Linked DNA regions of Ovis canadensis: region 2 is linked to region 1. Evidence: chromatin contacts called from public Hi-C data. All regions are on one chromosome and are shown on one strand. Each heading gives the region's core, a stretch centred on a gene start, on an enhancer-like site or on the middle of the called end of the contact. The rest is flanking DNA. Distances are from core to core; before and after follow the strand shown.

What was found. A called contact is a pair of places that touch in the nucleus more often than the background predicts.
Region 2: a contact with region 1 is called in a Hi-C map of lung, with 4 times the contacts expected there. The contact joins two enhancer-like sites. A contact is called at or near these places in 2 of 2 Hi-C or Micro-C datasets (fibroblasts and lung).

What each region holds. Positions count from the first base shown.
Region 1 is chr2:239,842,037-239,848,803 of ARS-UI_OviCan_v2, forward strand. It overlaps PHC2 (polyhomeotic homolog 2), which reads left to right. Exons shown (of 14, transcript XM_069574721.1): 6 at 1,031-1,343. Among named protein-coding and RNA genes, the nearest start is that of A3GALT2, 40 kb to the right of the region's middle. Within about 2 kb of position 3,610, the one cell type or tissue checked has open chromatin away from gene starts, as enhancers often do. A contact at or near this core is called in fibroblasts, where this site is marked.
Region 2 is chr2:239,891,635-239,898,401 of ARS-UI_OviCan_v2, forward strand. A3GALT2 (alpha 1,3-galactosyltransferase 2) reads left to right here. Exons shown (of 5, transcript XM_069574723.1): 4 at 1-46; 5 at 2,616-3,851. The coding sequence ends at 3,303. Among named protein-coding and RNA genes, the nearest start is that of A3GALT2, 9.7 kb to the left of the region's middle. Within about 2 kb of position 3,722, the one cell type or tissue checked has open chromatin away from gene starts, as enhancers often do. A contact at or near this core is called in fibroblasts, where this site is marked.

The sequences.
Region 1 (6,767 bases), core at 2,360-4,859:
GGCAGGGGGGTGGGGACCCCTGCCATGGGGGCAATGATGCTGGGTCTGGGCCTGAGCCCTGGAAGAGCTTTGAACGTCTCGGGGTGCTCCAGGAAAGCAGGTGGGAGACGGCGTCCCATTACCCCTAGACTCACTCCTTGACTCCTCGCTGAGAAGGCCTCGGCCACTCCGGACCCTGCTTCGGGCCCTGACCACAGGGCAGGAGCAAGTGTGATTGCCAGAACCGGTGGCCCTCACTACCTTATACCCTCCCCAGGATGAGCTCTGATGTCATTGCTTTTTAAGAGGAAAATTCCACTCTGATTACACATGTTAGCAGCTCTAGGAATCAGGAAAAACGGCATGGAAGAGGGAGCAAGGATGAGTCCTAGGTCCCTTCTTTCTGCTGGGAGCACACAGACACAGCTGTGGCTGTAAAGATTCTGTGGGTGGTGGGGAGGAACCAGCCCCATCTAAGGGATAGGGGTCAGACGCGAGTCTGGCACAGCCTCCGTGTGTCCAGCAGAGGGTGCCAGGGACCAAGTTGAGTCAGCCTGGCCGTGCTGATGTGTAAACCCTATTCTCAGGACAGGATAATCCTTCACCTGGGAGACCTTGCTGGTCGATTCACTTTCACTTTTGCCCTGGCCTTTCCCAGTGTGGGAAGCCCCATGCCCTGCCATGATTCTTTCTAAGTGGTACGCAGCCCATCCTGATAGATTGGGGGAGGAGGGGAGGTAACAGAAGGGAGAAGCAGCCCCAGCCTCCCTTCCCCAGTCTGCCCCAGCCAAGGCAGACATCCCTGCTCAGAATTTGGTTTCTTCTGCAGATGAATCCAATGACCAGCACACTGTCTGTCCCCTTTAGAAACTCTGCTCCTGGTTTCTCCTTCAGCCCCTTGTCTCTTGTCTCTCTCTTTCTTTCCGATCTAACAGCTCACTCTCACGTTCAGCATTCCTGGATCCGTCCCTAACTCCTTCCCTGTCTGAACTATGTGTCGGCATTGCTCATACCCACATTCTCTGGACTCCTACAGACCCCTCTTTTCCAGGTACAGAACTTGACCCTCCGATCACAGCAGACACCAGCTGCAGCAGCCTCGGGCCCTACCCCCACCCAGCCTGTCCTGAGCAGCTTGGCCCTGAAGCCCACGCCAAGTGGTAGCCAGCCTCTGCCTACCCCATCACAGGGCAGAAACACTGCTCAGGGTTCCCCTGCAGGTGCCAAGTCTGGCACAACCGACAGTGTGACAGAGCCACTCAAGAGAGGAGACAGCAACGGCAGTGTGCCCGGGAGCTTGGAGGGCCGGGCTGGGCTCAGCCGGATGGTGCCCGCCGTGGCTACCCACCCGCTCATTGCACCAGGTAAGCACTCCAGGAGGAAGGATCCTATCCCTGAAAACTCAGAAGGACGATGGGTCAGGGGGAAATTTTCACACTCTCCTATTTCCCATGGGCAAGATAAGGTGTCAGCCGTGGATCTCTCTTTCCCCTTTTCTACAGTCTTGAGATGTTCTCCAGCTCCAGAGTCTGTTTCATGCTTCTCGTCCAGCTTTAAAGAAGGAAGCCATGTTAGTGGAAACAAATGGGACCTTCTTTTTCTTTTTTTTTAAGAGGAGAACCTTGTTCATATAAATGGTCCATCATTTAATTTTCTTTTATTTGGCCACACCATGTGTCATGCCGGATCTTAGTTCCCCATCCAGGGATCGAACCTGTGCCCCATGTAGTGGGAGCACAGAGTTTTAACCACTGGACCACCAGGGCAATCCCAAATAAGACCTTCTTCACAATGGGTACCATGATTCTCAGGGTACCAAATCATAGCTCTTCACCTAGGCAGTGGAGGTTTGGCAGTTACACTATTTTGTAATTCTCTAAGAGTCAGCAAAAAAAAGGACAGGGGCTAGCCAGAGGCATGTAAGAACCACACAGGGAGATGAGGAAGTGAGAAGTTTATTTTCTCGTCACTCAACAGACATTTGTTGACTAATATGCATCGGTTATGTTGCCAGTTCCGGGGGTGCCGAGATAAATAAGACATGGGCCCTGCCTCCCAGGTGGGCAGGGTCTGGAGAGACAGATGAGTACAGCCTGTCATAGATGTTAGCTCTGAGCCCTGGAGGATCACAGAGGCACCATCTAGCCTGAGGGAGAGGAGCCAAGAAAGGTTTGCCAGTAAGAGTGGTACTCAAGAATAAATCTTGCAGATTAAAAAAGTAATAATCTAGCAGATTATTTATGAGGCAAATTATATGAACAGGATGAATCAGTATTCCCTAGGGCTAGATTCTCCCTGCTGCTAAACTTCTCCCAGCGCTGCCTACTGAAGGCAATCCTTGATGAGGAAATCTGCCAGCAGCCCTGGAGGCCAGACTAATCAGTCTCGGCAAGAAGACCAGGCTCTCATAGCACAGAAATGTAGTGATGGACCATGTGACCTTGCATTACAGATAGAGTCACCCTGGTCACATCCCTGAAATAACGACTCCCACTCTGTCCTCACCCAGACCATTTTACCGTCCAGTCTAACCTGCGTTTTTATTTTTCTTGAGAGCCTGCTTTGTGCTTGTTACTAGATAACCGCAATGATCAAAATGTGATTTCTCACCTAAAGGAGGGTGCAATCAGAAGAAGGGAGATAGATTCTTAAGCAAATCCATTTGATTTCATAATTGCCATTGTAGGAGTAAGTGTGAGGTACGGGGGGGCCTAGATGGACACCTCTGTGCCAGGCAGGATGGATCAGAGATGCTGTCCCCCCAGGGAAATGGCACTGGATATTGAAGCAGGAGTCATTTCCCCAACAAAAGAGGGGAAGACATTCTGGACAGATCACAGAGGCATAGGTAGAGCCTTGCGATGTGAGCTGCGAAGAGCCTGAATTCAAGTCCTTTATTCACCCTCTGGAGGCTTCAAGGACAGAGGTGGTCTCTGCCTCCAGTGGACCCTCTGAGCTGAGGCAGGCAGCTTTCTGCAGAAGCTTAACCACCCTGTGACTCTGGGCCTTTCTTCCTGTCTGGCATTGCTTTCTCCAGAGACTAGTCCAGCTTCTTCCTTTTATGGAGAAATAAACCGAGGCTCAGAGGGTAAAGTCTGGGTGGGGGGAGGTGGGGTGTCTTAAAATGAGCTGATATCAGCTGAGACTAAAGCAAGGACCCCAAAATAACATTTCTCCTACCTCCTCATGCCACCTACAAACCATAGAGCAACATCTGCATTTCAAGACTTCCTGAGAATCCCGTTTCTACCCAGGTCAAAACATAACCCCTGCCTAGATCTAAGCCAGTGCCCACCCCCCAGATTCTAAGGACCCTTCAATGGAAAGACTAGTTCTTAGGTTTCCTCCTAAGGCTCCTAGGCAACCCTGGGGCCTCAAGAAAACTGAACACAAAGGGGACCAGCACTGATAAAAACGTCTGATGTGTATTAGACAACACGCTGGGCTTTTTTATGTACCCCACCTCTTCTGCCTTTCAGAACAACCCCTGTAGATATTTTCATCCATTTTACAGATGAGAAAACCAAAGTTCAGAGTGGTTACCCAAGAAATTACTATAAATATCACTCAAGGTCACATCAGTATTACGTGGCAGAACTGGAAACCAGCTCCACGTCTGGCTGAGTCAGACAGTATGCTCTTAATCATCAAGCCGTGTTTGCCTCTTTCAGCTCTTTTGGGGCTTCCTAGGCCTTTCTTATTCCTGACCCAAAGTTCAGAGAGCCTCGTGGTTCTCAGATTGTTCTGGGTTTTACAGAGTCTAGCAGAGGGCTCTCTTCTCTTGAGCCTTGATAAAAGGGAAGGCCAGTGAGTTACAGACCAAGGCCCAGGGCCCCAGCTGTGGCCTAAGACTAACAGTATGTGGCTATAGGCAGTACAAGAACTCTTTGGAGCAGCTGTGAGTCGCAGACCACAAAGACTCTCTCCCCAGTGACAGGAATCACTAGGCTTTGCATTGTTCTGCCTCCCACTGTCCCCCCTGTTCTTCACTTCCCCTCCCACCCCTTCCTCTCCGTGGTTCTACTCCCCACCCTCAACAGCCCAAATGGAAGGCAGCGGGGAGGCTTAAGATGCTAACAGATCCTTTTAGGGCTTCTAGAACAAAAAAAAAGTCTGAAATAATTCTCCTGACCTGATGGGGGTGGGGAGGGGGTGGCCAGGAGCAGCACCTGCCCTGGGCCGCCACTGTTCCCCAGGCAGGAGGTAACTTCTGGCCTCCTGCCCAGCCAACACACTGTGAATGAACTGCGGGGATCAGAGTGTGTGCGCATGCGTGTGTGTGTGTGTGTGTGTGTGTGTGTGTGTGTGTGAGTGTGAGAGAGACTGAGAGAGAGGGACTGGGGAGCGGAGTGGCAGGTTTTGTTTGTTATTGAAGCATTTTTTGAGCTGGCTGGCTGGTTGCCCCCAGGGAAAGTAACCAGTGGAGACTTGTGATGGGGGGCAGTGTCGGCGGGGAGGAGAGCAGGAGGAATGTGTTCTCTGGGGGCCGTTCCCTCCCCAGCAGGCAAATGCTGCAGTCCCAGCTGGGACTGCTCCCACTGACAGCTGTTTGGGGGCAAAGCCCCTCCCCCCATGGCAAGCTCCCTGCTGTTCCTGCTCCTGTCACCTTGGCAACGGGCTTCTTTAGGCTCTGCAAATAGAAAAGGTCCCTTATGCCCGGCAAAGGGGTGGGTTGGTGGGTGGGGGAGGGGGGAGGGGGCAGAGAGCAGAGCAGGGAGGTTGGGCCTCGCAGTGTGATGGAAAGACTGAGACTGAACCAGGAGGGCAGAAGAGGGGTCCCCAGAGGCCTGGCCTCCAGAGGAGATGGGGATGGGGGAGGAGCTGGGTCACAGCTCCTGATAAGAGGCTTGGTTCTTGGAGTCCTCATTCTAGTGGCTCCACTCAAGGCCCCTGGACATACACGCAGGCCCAAAGGTGAGAAGAAAGTGGCTGACCAGGAGGGAGATGCTGTCATAAGAGAGCCGTCCAGTCACTAGAAATCCTGGGAGCTTTTCACACAATTGTGCTCCAGATGCCGGTCTTTGTTCTGTCTCTTCGTCCCTCCTCAGGTCTCTGGAAGGAGAGAGAATTCACTGTTGGGAAGGCCTGCCACACAGTGGCTTTGTTTTTACCACAGAGAGGGTTTTGTGTCAGGGAGTAGTGATTCTGTCTGTGAGAAGCTGGACAATGTGACGCGTGCTGATTCCAGGACCCTTGGGTACCATATTACCCTCCCAAAGCACCTGCCAAACTGTGGGGTAGAACACACTTTTGCTGAGGAAGTTCAGTAGAAACGAAAACATTACACGAGGTCCTGTTTTCTGGCTCCAGCAATTTTAATGTTAAAATCACGCAACCAATTATGACGATCATTTCAGTTACCCACTGTAGGACCAGATTGAGATTACTAAGCATCTCCTCCTTGTATTAGGTCAGGGTTGGGAGAAGCCAGCAGATATCAGCAGAGAAGTTTTATATTTGTTGAACATTTCTCACCATGGGTGTGCATGTATGTGAGAGAGAGAAAGAAGAGAGGCAGACTGTGTGCCTTGGAACTGCCGGGCATTCCTTCTTTCCCCAACTCTTTCCCCCTAAGCTCCTCTTAGGTTACATCCATGGTTGCTACCAGTAATGATAATTACCAACCAATAATGAACAACCATGTTCCAGGCACTGTACTAAATGCCTAACCTACATATCTCATTTACTCCTAGCAATAATTATTCATCTCACAAATGAAGAAGGTATGGCTCAGAAAAAAATAATTAATTACCATCTCCATATAGCTTTCCCTCCTTAATTGTTCAATTCAGCTCCACAAATACTCATTTAGCACCTATTATGTGCCAAACACAATGCCAACCATATGGGCATTAGAGCTGAACAAGTGTAAATTCTAAGAGGGGCTATGGAAATTTGAGTTGCGCCTTGAAAACTGAGTATGTCTCCAGAACAGAAGTGAAGGGGATTATCTCAGCTGGCACTGGGAGACATCTCTGCCCAGAGTGGCCACGTGGGCCTGGGACCATCTGTGCACGTAGGTGGGCCCTGCAGCTCCTTGCTTCTCCCCGGCCCCACTGCCATTAGCTGTGGGACTCCCAAAACGCTCAGTCCATCCATCCCCTGTCGTGTTTGACTCTGACACCTCTCTTCTAGCAGACCTTGCCTTTTCTTACATTTCAGATGCCTGCCCCCAGTGTTCACAGATGACTCCTCAGTACACATCCAACTCTGCCCCCCCACCCCCGCCCCCAGCGATTTCCAGCTGTCTATGGGATCCTCCCATGAGGATGTCACCCCACCTGCATACACATTTTTTAAATTTGGAAATTCATACATCAAACCCCAAAGCTGGAAGTCTCCCTCTTCAGAAAGGATCCCCCTTTCCCCGTTCCTGGCCACTGTCCACAGTCATCAGGTATTCCTGGACCCAGGCTTACAATCTCAGGACAGTTTTGATTCATTTCCCTTCAGGGAGGCAGGAGTGTTAGAATGGGAAAAGCATAGGCTTCACAGTGAGACCTGGTTTCAGACCCCAGCTTCATCACTTACTGGTTCTGTGACCAGCATCCTGTTACTTCATCTCTGTAAACCTTGATTTCTTCATTTATGAGACTAAGATGGTTATTTTCACCACATGCTACAAAGATGGATGAGATGCGATGTGTCCAGCACTGAGCAGGCTCACAGTAGATGCTCGTTCCCTTTCACTCCTTATTCCCACCCTCCATCACCACCCACTTTCTCACCATGTTCTGACCATATTTTCTCTGTGTCAGCTCCCAGGTTTGCTTAAGGCCTGCTGACCG
Region 2 (6,767 bases), core at 2,472-4,971, 50 kb after region 1:
TGCAGCGGAACCTCACCGTGGGTCTGACTGTCTTTGCTGTAGGCAGGTAAGGTCTGGGGAGGGAAATGGTGCCATCCTAGCAGGAAGAAGGGGGGGTGCATGTGATGTAGCGAGTGGGGCACCCCATTATCCTGGGCCATAGGATGCCAAGGAGAAGCAGAGACAGCACCCCTTGTCCCAGACCCCCATGGCGAGGGCAGACCCCTCCTCCCTGGACACCAACGCCATGGAGTCCACCCGGCACAGGCAGCCAGGAGCTCAGAATCACAACCGAGAAGGAATCTGCCCAGGGTCTGGGGCAGATCCATCTGGAGGCCTTGGGTTTTCGGTGAGAAAATGGTCTTTTCAGGTGAGACTTGTGAGAGGAGATGACAACGACTGGGTAAACAGAGGGGCTGGCCCGGCGGCAGAAGGGCCCATGGCCAGTGGCTCAGGCACAGCACGCAACAAGGGGAAGCAGGAGGTTGGCCAAGCAATTCTGATGGCAGGAGAGGGACTGGGGAGCTGAGGGCTTTTGCAAGGGAGTGAATCTGGGCTGGGTAAAGAGGGATGTGAAGAAAGGGAGATGCTGAGAATGGCAGCGTCAGCAGACCAGAGGACTCTGAGGAAGGGCTGTTGGGGGTGGTATCACAGGACATGGGCTGGAAGGATGGGGGCTCCCAGAGTGGGACATGCGAAGGCTGCAGCTTTGGTGGGGGGCCCAGACTGATGATGACCAAGTCGAGATAGAGGCCATGGGGGCAGGTGACTGAGTGGGGAGGGGACAGAATCAGGACAGGAGGCCAATCGAGGATATGAGGGGCCCCCAGGTATGGAGAAGGAGCCCTGAGTGGTAGGTGGAGAAGAAATCTCAGGGCACTGACTTTTTTATCTCCCCATTATGGACAGCAGGCTCTCCAAGCTGGTATTCACCTTCCAGTAGTGATGCAAAGTTCTGCCTAAGAGGAGCAATCAGATCCTACAATCTAAGGGCACAGAGAGGTAGAGTTTAAGGCAATCTAAGGAAAAGTTTCTAATAATGGAACAGGCTGCTTTGGGAAGGCAGTGAGAGCTTTGCATCCAGAAAAAGATATGCAAAAGTCTGGGGAAGGAATTCTGTCATCAGACACCCCAGACAACTGCTCAAGTTTCCTCCAAATTTGTCCCCCACACTCTGGAAGGGAGAGAAAGTCAGGAGGGGCCCTGGAAGGCCACGGAGCAAACAGGACAAGGGCTGACCAGGGAGCCAGGCGGGCAGAACTGTGGCCTCTCCAGGACCTTGGTGCCCCCACTTCTGTTCTGGATGCTGAGTAAGGGGTTTCTCCACCAGCCTTCATAACTCAGTTGGTAAAGAATCCGCCTGCAAAGCAGGAGACCCTGGTTCAATTCCTAGGTCGGGAAAATCTGCTGGAGGAGGGATAGGCTACTCACTCCAGTATTCTTGGGTTTCCCTTGTGGCTCAGGTGGTAAAGAATCTGTCTGCAGTGCGGGAGACCTGGGTTCGATCCCTGGGTTGGGAAAATCCCCTGGAGAAGGGAAAGACTATCCACTCCAGTATTCTGGCCTGGAGAAAATTCCACGGGCTGTATAGTCCATGTGGTTGCAAACAGTCGACACAACTGTACCGATTTTCACTTACACTTTCACTTTCCACCAGCTTGAGGGACCCAGAGTCTCTGGGACCAGAAGTTTCAGGGTCCTAAGTTCCAAGGTTCTATAAACCCAACATAGGACGCTGAGGCTTCTAAGGTCTCTAACTCCAGCTTCTCCCAGTTCCACCCAGAATAGAGCAAGTGCAGGTAAGGATACAGGCTCTAATGCCAGGCTGGGTTCAAATCCTGGTTTCACACTTATCAACTGTGTGTACACTTGGAAAAGTTAATAAAGCTCTCTGTGACTCAGTTTCCTCACCTGAGATAAAGATAATAATGGTGAAGATTAAATGAGATAATGCACATTACTTTGAAAACTGTCTGCCACACGATCAATGTTCTAAAATATCAGGCATTATTACTATTATTTTATGACCCCAGGATTCCAAGGTGTGTTTATAGAAAGTTACTAGTATTGCAAACATCCCACTTACCTAGGTTTGTGGTTTGTCACCACAAACTCAATGACATTGCTCACGGTCTTGTGGCTCAGGAATTCCGACAGGGCTCAGCAGATGGGGCCCCTCCCTGCTCCCAAACGTTTGGGTCCCCACCGGGCCAGTAGCCTGCGGAAAACCAGGGGGCGCTTTTCTCCGTGGCTAGCTCAGGCTCTCTCACTTCGTGGCAGCCTCAGAGTGCTTAAGCAAAGGGCCAGAGCTCTAAAGAGACAAAGGGTAACGGGCCAGTCCTCCCAAGGACCAGAACAGCGTCCCTTCCTTGGGACTCTACTGACCTACGCGGTCAGGGAGTGCCATGTTCAAGGGCAGGGACACAGAGCCCCTGTGGGCAGGGATGGCAAACAATGGGCAATGATTTTTAATTCACCTCGGACGACTCTGGGGCTGAATAGTTTTGGAGTTCCGGGGCCTGGGGTTGCAGGATCCCAGGAAGGACATGGGGAGGGCTGGTAAGCCCGAAGACTCCTCGGACTCCGGAGGGCGCAGCGGCCGGGCTGATTTGGCCCGGCCCCGCCCCGCCCGGCAGGTACCTGGAGAAGTACCTGGAGCGCTTCCTGGAGACGGCCGAGCAGCACTTCATGGTGGGCCAGCGCGTGGTGTATTACGTGTTCACCGAGCGTCCGGCCGCGGTGCCCCGCGTGCCGCTGGGCCCGGGCCGCCGGCTGCGCGTGGAGCGCGTGGCACGCGAGCGCCGCTGGCAGGACGTGTCCATGGCGCGCATGCGCGCGCTGCAAGCGGCGCTGGGCGGCCGTCTGGGCCGCGAGGCGCGCTTCGTGCTCTGCATGGACGTGGACCAGCACTTCAGCGGCGCCTTCGGGCCCGAGGCGCTGGCCGAGTCGGTGGCGCAGCTGCACGCCTGGCACTACCGCTGGCCCCGGCGGCTACTGCCCTTCGAGCGCGACGCGCGCTCGGCCGCCGCGCTGGGCCCCGGGGAGGGCGACTTCTACTACCACGCGGCCGTGTTCGGGGGCAGCGTGGCGGCCCTGCGGCGGCTGACGGCGCACTGCGCGCGGGGCCTGCGGCGGGACCGCGCGCGCGGCCTGGAGGCGCGCTGGCACGACGAGAGCCACCTCAACAAGTTCTTCTGGCTGCACAAGCCCGCCAAGCTGCTGTCGCCCGAGTTCTGCTGGAGCCCCGAGATAGGCCGCCGGGCCGAGATCCGCCGCCCGCGCCTGCTCTGGGCGCCCAAGGAGTATGCTTTGCTGCGTAGCTAGCGGTGCCCTGGGCCCTGGAGGTCCCAGATGCCGGCGGGGCCCCTTCTGGAAGGGGTGTGGAGCTGGAAGGGACAGAAAGACTGCATGAAAACCTGCCTGGCTGCGGGGATGGGGGGCGGGGGATTGGAGGAGGCCTGGCCTTGGGGAAGTGCCTCTCCGAGGCGGGCGGTCCATCCCTTCCCCAACTTTGTACAGCAACCCAGGCACCACCAGCTGCCTGGAAACCTTTCACTTCTGACCTTATTGAGTTCAGCAGAGGCCCCACTCCCAAAGAGATGTTTTAGCCCCTTCCTCATAACCCCACTTAAAAAAAAAAAAGTGGGACTGAGGCCCAAAAAGGGAACGTAACTGTCTAAGGACCCAGAGCATCTGTGAGTCAGTCAGTGAGGTCAGCAACTGGAAAGTCAGGACGGGCCCGCAGGCCAAATAGCTGCCGCTGGGCAGGAGCCCCAGATGGAGAAACACAGTGGCATCCGGTTCACCTCCCCCGCTCTCGGCACGGTTTGTACATATTTAAGCAATACAATAATAAAAGACATTATTCCACAGTGTCCTTGTGGCCCTTTCTCCTGGAGAATCCAAATTCATAAAAATAACATTTCCTCGCCATGGGACCCACGGCTGTTTAGCCATAGTGTCTGGGAGATAAATTTCCTTATCGGTGGCTGCTCTCCAGACTCTTCATCCTCAGTAGAGAAAGATGCAGGTTCCGAATGGGAGCATGATGTCATCAGGCCTTCCAGGAAAGGTGGTTCCCTCCGGGAAATAGCTGCAGAGTTGGGGAAGTTATCTGCTGGAAGTCCCTGAGATATTGTCTTAACAGCTGAAAACTAGAGGCCCAGAGAGGGTGGGATTTCCCTCTGGGTCTCCTGAACCGTGGCTGTAGTGTTCTCCTAGACCTTCAATTTTTAACAGCCTCCACTGTTTCCAGGTGGGACAACAGTTCTGTAAGCCAACTCTGATGGCTTTTACACACTAACCATTTTCTCACACCATTTTTACAAACATTTTATCAACACAGTTGATGATGATCTACTCTCTCCAAAGCAGTTCCTAGGTCCCAGTGTCTCCTGCCTAAACTAGATTAGCAGAACCCAGGAGGCCTTTTGGATTCTGGGTTAGAGCTAAGAACAGGCCAGGTGTGCCTGAGAATAGGTTATGACTTGATGACTATAAGCTGACATCCCTTCCTCTGGTGGGAGACTGTCCCCCTTACCCTGCAGCATTCACTAAAAGCCACACAGACCGACTCCTCGGCCAGCAGAGACCTGAGTTCGGGCCAGTAAGACCTGGTTAGGAATCAACTCCCTTTCTGACTCTGTGCATGGTTGTGGACTAGATCCTCAACCTTTGTTGAGTCTGTTTTCTCACATGTAAAGTGGGGATGCCAGTCACCCTCCACGCAGGTGTTGTGACACTCCAGAAAATAACTTGCCTTCTCCCTCTCCTTGCCTGCCTCTTCTCCAGCAAGTTCAAGGGGTGCAGAGGAATCAGCAAAGGCCAGCCATTTCATGTTTTGAAGAGGAAGTGATGGCAGGAGTCAGGGGTTTTCTGCAGCTGGGCTGGAGCAGCCTCCTGTGGTGGGTTGAGATCTTTCTGAGGAGGGGGAGGGGTCAAGGAAGCTGCAGGGGAACAGAGTGGATGATCACTTGGCCCAGAGGCCCACCATGGGGGGTGGGGCTGTACAGCCAGGATAAGCTTCTGCAGCTTCTTCAGGATCCCTGTCAATCACTGTTCTCAGCACCCATTCTGCGACCCTCAAGGACCTAATAAGCTCCTGAGAGCTTCTAGGTGAGCCAGTGAAAATCAGACTCCCAGTCCCCGTCGTGTCACTGCTACATGCAAAATCTTCACCTGTCCAGCCATCCCTAGTGCGACGCCAGCTCAGATGTCCAAATTCCCAAACTTCGACAGCCCTCTGGGTTATGCACCTCATTGAGCCGACCAGCCTGCCTAACGAGGTGCATAACACTCTGTAATCAGAGCTCACTGATCATAAAGGACATAGATTCATCAAGGATACATCAAATAATAACAACAATTACATTTATTGGGTACTTACTGTGTGCCAGGCACAGTTCTAAGCCTAGTATCTATTGATTCATTCAATTCGCATATCCATCCTATAAATCACTATTATTTTCCTCAACCCATGAGAAAATCGGGCACAGAGAGGTTAACTAACTTACCTGCTGCTACACCATTCCATTCAGTTCAGTTGCTCAGTCATGTCTGACTCTTTGCAACCCCATGAATCACAGCATGCCAGGCCTCCCTGTCCATCACCAACTCCTGGAGTTCACCCAAACTCGTGCATCAAGTCAGTGATGCCATCCAGCCATCTCATCCTCTGTCATCCCCTTCTCGTCCTGCCCCCAATCCTTTCCAGCATCAGGGTCTTTTCCAATGAGTCAACTCTTCGCATGAGGTGGCCAAAGTATTGGAGTTTCAGCTTTAGCATCAGTCCTTCCAATGAACACCCAGGACTGGTCTCCTTTAGGATGGACTGGTTGGATCTCCTTGCAGTCCAAGGGACTCTCAAGAGTCTTCTCCAGCACCACAGTTCAAAACCATCAATTCTTCGGTGCTCAGCTTTCTTTATAGTCCAACTCTCACATCCATACATGACCACTGGAAAAATCATAGCCTTGACTACATGGACCTTTGTTGGCAAAGTAATATCTCTGCTTTTGAATATACTATCTAGGTTGGTCATAACTTTCCTTACAAGGGGTAAGCATCTTTTAATTTCCTGGCTGCAAAAAATCACCATCTGCAGTGATTTTGGAGCCCCCCAAAATCAAGTCTGACACTGTTTCCCCATCTATTTCCCATGAAGTGATGGGACCAGATGCCATGATCTTCGTTTTGTTGAGCTTTAAGTCAACTTTTTCACTCTCCACTTTCACTTTCATCAAGAAGCTTTTTAGTTCCTCTTCACTTTCTGCCATAATGATAGTGTCATCTGCATATCTGAGGTTATTGATATTTCTCCTGGCAATCTTGATTCCAGCTTGTGCTTCTTCCAGCCCAGCATTTCTCATGATGTACTCTGCATATAAGTTAAATAAGCAGGGTGACAATATACAGCCTTGATGTACTCCTTTTCCTATTTGGAACTAGTCTGTTGTTCCATATCCAGTTCTAACTGTTGTTTCCTGACCTGCATATAGGTTTCTCAAGAGGCAGGTCAGGTGGTCTGGTATTCCCATCTCTTTCAGAATTTTCCAGTTTGTTGTGATCCACACAGTCAAAGGCTTTGCCATAGTCGATAAAGCAGAAATAGATGTTTTTCTGGAACTCTCTTGCTTTTTCCATGATCCAGCGGATGTTGGCAGTTTGATCTCTGGTTCCTCTGCCTTTTCTAAAACCAGCTTGAACATCTGGAAGTTCACGGTTCACGTATTGCTGAAGCCTGGCTTGGAGAATTTTGAGCATTACTTTACTAGCGTGTGAGATGAGTG